Linked DNA regions of Sus scrofa: region 2 is linked to region 1. The links are chromatin contacts, called in public Hi-C maps. All regions are on one chromosome and are shown on one strand. Each heading gives the region's core, a stretch centred on a gene start, on an enhancer-like site or on the middle of the called end of the contact. The rest is flanking DNA. Distances are from core to core; before and after follow the strand shown.

Region 1 (2,700 bases), core at 45-2,544:
GGTCTTGAGTGCCTCATTTTCCAACCCCCCAACTCCCCTCAAGCAGGCATCACACATCCCTGTGTCCCCAGGTGTTCCCATTCATAGGTCTTTACCCTTAAGGACTTCAGACAGTTCAGAGCTATTCCCTGCTAAAACCACCCACTGATCTCTGTCCCCCCACTTCCTCTCTCTCCCAGTCGTGCCCCAAGCCTGGCTCTTGCTGCTCAAAGTCCCTCTCCCAAGCCCACTTTCAAAGCTTAACCATCCTCAAGGCCCAGCACAAATGCCATCTCCTTCAGAAGCAATCCCTGATCTTCCCCATTCCCCCAATCTCAACAGCTAGAAGGACTATTTCTTTCTCCAAACGCCTAGTATTCTTTAACACTTCCATTAAAGCCCTTGTCACTTCTAACATTGTATTTGGTTCTGAATTCACTCCCTGACTCAGGGCAGGAGTCTCCTGGAAACATACAAAGTAGACGGGTGGAGAGAAGGAAGAGATCTGGGGGAAGCCAAGCGCTGTGTGCATGGGATGGTCCTGTCTAAAGACAGGACAGTAAAGACGCAAAAGGAGGATGAGGCTTTCCTCAAGGAAAATCCGGAAGGTAGAGTTTTTGGGGTTTGTTTGTTTAAGAAAAGAAAAATCAGGATGCAGCTGGAACTGTATAAGAGCAAGCTTGGTAAAACAAGTTTTTTTCCAGGCTGCATCAACTCAAACAGACAAGTGGACGGCTTGGGGAGGGGGAGCTCAGAAGTGATACTAACAGGGGCTGGGGACACAGGGACAGGAGCGAGGAGCACTAAAGAAGGAATTGTGGCAGAGCACCAATCGTGGTACTGATAGGTACCGGGGCTTCGGGAAAGGGGCGCGGGCGGCGGCGGGGGGGGGGATGCTGCAAACCACGTGTGCTAGGATATTAAGTTCAAACATATCTTCATCGAATAACAACCTGTATTTACATGCAAATGTATCCGTTTATGCAAATCAGCAGAGGTCTCAGAGGAGGATTTTTAGTCTGGAGCTTGTGCATTCATTGAAAAAGAGAAGCAAAGCCGTCCCTGGGGGTACTCCACGCCTGACTTGCCCCTGGAAGACCGGCTGGTTCCAGAAGGACAAGAACTGAATTAGCTCGGCTCGCAGGGCAAGCGAGCAGCGCCCCCACCCGGAATGCGGCGAGCGCGGTGAAGGAGCGCATGCTCCCTCCCTCCTCCCTCTTCCCTCCTCCCTCCCGCGCCAGCTCCTCGGAAAGCCAGAGGTCCTTAGTGCGCAAACGCCTTCCGTCTGCGCCAACTCCTCCCTCGGGGGCGGGGACACGCGGGGCCCAAGATGGCGGCCAGCCGCTACCGGCGTTTTCTCAGGCTCTGTGAGGAATGGCCGCTGGACGAGACCAAACGGGGCCGGGACTTGGGCGCTTATCTGCGGCAGCGGGTAGCGCAGGCCTTTCGGGAGGGAGAGAACACCCAGGTGACACAGTGTGGGGACCGCCTGCGGCGGGAAGGCGTGGGGGGTAGGGGGGCAGGACAAGGCAGGGCGGGCCGGTGGCGGGCCCGGCGCATGCGCGCGCCGTTCCCTCGGCCACACGTGCGCGTGGACGGCTCCGTGCTCTTAACAACGTACCCCTCGGAGTTCTAGGACGCTTTTAAAAATCTGGAGACCTGGGTCGTTCGACCTACTCGAATCAGAGTGTGGGGCAGGCCTTGGCCTCAGTATTTTTAAAAGCTCTCCATGATTCTAGGCGCAGTACCTGTGGCAGTCTGTTCCTCCCCTGACACTACCGTACCTCACAGTGCTGTGTGGTGACCGATAGCCAAAGCCCTGTCCTCACCCCAGGCCCCTGCGTTTGAGTAGACCTGCGTTTTTGTGGTTTTTTTTTTTTCGGCTTTTGTGTTTTGAGGGCCGCACCTGTGGCATATGGAGGTTCCCAGACTAAGGGTCGAATCAGAGCTACAGCTGCTGGCCAACACCACAGCCACAGCAACGCCAGGTCCGAGCCGCGTCTGCCACCTCCACCACAGCTCATGGCAACGCCGGATCCTTAACCTACTGAGTGAGGCCAGGGAGCAAACCTTCGTCCTCATGGGTGCTAGTCATATTCAGTTGCCTCGTAAAAGACCCTAAGACTCCATGATAGGGTCTTAAAGACAGGCTCTGATTAGAAGGTGGATTTTATCATAAGACCATTGAGCTGGGAAGGTTTAGTCGGGGCCGATGTGACCTAATTTACTTTTTTTAAAGATCACTCTGGTTGTAGTAGTGAATGGATTATAGGGGGGCAAGAATAGAAGCAGTCAGCTGGAGAAGAGGTTACTCTGGCAGCCCAGGCAAGAAATGGTGGTGTGGATGCAGAAGGCAGCCCAGGAGAGGGAAGTGGCTGGATTGAGGTTGCCGTGGAAGGTTGCGGCCACAGGTTTCCCTGATACATTGGATGCAGGATAGAAGGAAAGGTGAACCAAGGGTCACACCTAGATTGTTTTGGCCTGAGCATCTGGGTGGAAGGTGGTGCCATTAACTGAGATGAGAAAGACTAGATGAGGAACAGGTGGGATGTGGGAAGAACATCTTGTGTTTGGTGTTAGACGTGTTGAACTTGAGATGCAGAGTGCTGTTACCTCTGAGTGGAAATGTCAAGTAGACAGTAGGATATTTGAGCCTGGGGCTCGGGTGAGAGGTCAGGCCTATGAGATAGCATATACACACATACACAGTCTGAGGAAGTG
Region 2 (2,700 bases), core at 188-2,687, 510 kb before region 1:
GGCCACACCTGCAGTATATGGAGATTCCCAGGCTAGGGACTGAATCAGAGCTACAGCTGCCAGCCACAGCCACAGCAACACCAGATCCGAGCCGCGTCTGTGGCCTACACCACAGCTCAAGGCAACACTGGATTGAAGACCCACTGGACAATGCCAGGGATCGAACCCTCATCCTCATAGATCTTAGTCAGGTTCGTTAACCGCTGTGCCATGAAGGGAACTCCTTGGAAATGAATTTTTAAAGAAAGAACAAAAATGCCTAAAAAGAAAAGAAAAAAAAATGTTTAACCACAGAAGTAATCAAGAAAAGCAAATCAAAAGAACTATGAGATTAATATTTATGTATCATACTGACAGAAATGAATATCCAATGTCAGCAGGGTTAATAGGGAGTGAGCCTTGTTTTAACACCTGACCAAAATATAATTGATAATGCCTTCCAGAAGTCAATGTGGCATGTGTCAAAAACTTAAAAATGTGTGCTTTATTACTCAACAATTACACTCCAGGAATTTGTCACAAGGAAAATATTGGACAAAGGTGTGGATAAGTACGTGGCATCGTTTATTATAATAGTGAAGGATTTTTAATATATATATCCAACCATGGCATTGATTAAACCATTCATCAGCAGACTACTATGTAGTCATAACAGTTGCAGGCAATGACATGAAAAATTCGTGGAAGTTCCCATCTGGCTCAGCAGGTTAAGAAGCCCACTAATCTCCTTGAGGATGCAAGTTGCATCCCTGGCCTCACTCAGTGGGTTAAGGATCCAGTGTTGCTACAAACAGCTGCGTAGGTCCCAGATGCAGCTCTGATCTGGAATTGATGTGGCTGTGGTGCAGGCCGGCAGCTGCAGCTTCCATTCCACCACTAGCCTGGGAACTTGCATATGCTACAGGTGTGACGGTAAAAAGAAAAAAAAAATTCATTATGTATTATTGGGAAAGGAAAAAACAGGTTGTCAAACAGCATATCATGATGTACACACAAAACATTCCGTTTTTGTTAAAAAAATATATAGATTTCCTATGAGTCTGGAAGAATGTATACCAAATTGTTAATAGCGATTCTTTGGTCGATAGTATTCTACTTTTATTCTTTTATAATTGTTATTACTGTTGTTTATTTTTGTCTGAATGGTCTCTTTTTCCCGCTCAAAGAGCATATATTACTTACATAATAGTAAGTTAAATCACCGACAGGAAACAAAGAAAATAAATGAGTAGCGCACTTGCAAAGGGCCTGCCCAAGCATAAATGGCTATTTATCGACAAAACCCACAGGTTCAGAAGCCGGCCCCAGCGGTTTCCACGTGCGTGCTGTCAGGCTTCTCAGCGGCTGCCAGGAGCCGCCAGTCTCTCAGGCACTGCCGAGGCCACCCCAGGCCGCGCGAGGGTCCTGACAGGGGGCGGGGCGAGGCAGCCCGGAAGAGACGCTGCGCCGCGCATGCCCCTTCCTTTCTAGCTCCGGCCCCGTACGCAGTAGCCGCCGCGGTGAGTTCCTCTGGAGTCTGGGTTCCATCGGCCCCCATCCTGGCCCTCTGGCTGCTGTAGTCGCTGTGCTTCCCCAGGCGTGGGGCGGAGGAGGCCCTCTCCCGCTCCCCGCACGGCCATTTCCGAGTAGTGAGAGCGGCCAGGGGCGCATTTCGCAGGGCAGTGGGATTCTGGCTTGCGAAGATTGGCATCCCATGGCGGGGGCGGAGGAAGGGAGGATCCGGCTTGGGAGGCTGTCGCTCCTGCGCGCTTTTCCTTCGGGGCAGAACTCCGCACTCCGTGCTGCGTCCTTACCCGGCCCTGGAGCTCTAGCTCGGGAAGAGAACGGTAGGCTGAGAAGGCTCTATCCCTTTGGTTTGGGGTCAGTGGCCTGTTAAGGGCCGAGGGCTTTCCTCTGGGTCCCTCGCGCCATTCCGCACTAGGTAACCGTGGTTGAAGGTGCCGAAATAGTCCGCGCGTGCAGGAGCTGCGCCCCCTTTCCACCTTTGTTGTGAGAGCGAAAGTCCGGAGCGAGTATGTGCACAACTCCCCCCGCCCCTACAGGTTTATTTTTTAATGTTTTGGCAACTTCTCATCTGAATCGTTTTTCAAGGGTGGAGGAGGGAACGAGTAATTGTTAGGGTTCCCTTCTGTGGAGTTTGAATCCTTGTTTACTGTTTTCCACAGATTTTATTCCATTGAACAGTGGTTATTGTCGTTTCGGGATGATGGTTCCTGGCCCTTGGCCACATTGCTCAGAAGTTATTTATTTATTTATTTATTTTGTGTTTTGCCATTTGTTGGGCTGCTCCCGCGGCATATGAAGGTTCCCAGGCTAGGGGTTTAATCGGAGCTGTTGACACCAGCCTACGCCAGAGCCACAGCAACGCGGGATCCGAGCCGCGTCTGCAACCTACACCACAGCTCACGGCAACGCCGGATCGTTAACCCACTGAGCAAGGGCAGGGATCGAACCCGCAACCTCATGGTTCCTAGTCGGATTCGTTAACCACTGCGCCACAACGGGAACTCCCCAGAAGTAATCTTGATTATATCGCTTCCTTCTTGCAGATGCTGATGCCCAAGAAGAACCGGATTGCCATTTATGAACTCCTTTTCAAGGAGGGAGTGATGGTGGCCAAAAAAGACGTGCACATGCCGAAGCACCCCGAGCTGGCGGACAAGAATGTGCCTAATCTTCACGTCATGAAGGCCATGCAGG

What was found. A called contact is a pair of places that touch in the nucleus more often than the background predicts.
Region 2: a contact with region 1 is called in a Hi-C map of liver, with 2.1 times the contacts expected there. The contact joins the promoter of RPS10 here to the promoter of C7H6orf125 in region 1. A contact is called at or near these places in 1 of 5 promoter capture datasets (fetal skeletal muscle), 2 of 47 Hi-C or Micro-C datasets (embryonic fibroblasts and liver) and 1 of 2 datasets of contacts at active chromatin or transcription factors (skeletal muscle).

Annotation. Positions count from the first base shown.
Region 1 is chr7:29,928,396-29,931,095 of Sscrofa11.1, reverse strand. C7H6orf125 reads left to right here and starts at 1,294. Exons shown (of 4, transcript NM_001243451.1): 1 at 1,294-1,447. The coding sequence starts at 1,310.
Region 2 is chr7:30,441,449-30,444,148 of Sscrofa11.1, reverse strand. RPS10 (ribosomal protein S10) reads left to right here and starts at 1,437. Exons shown (of 6, transcript NM_001244106.1): 1 at 1,437-1,826; 2 at 2,550-2,699. The coding sequence starts at 2,550.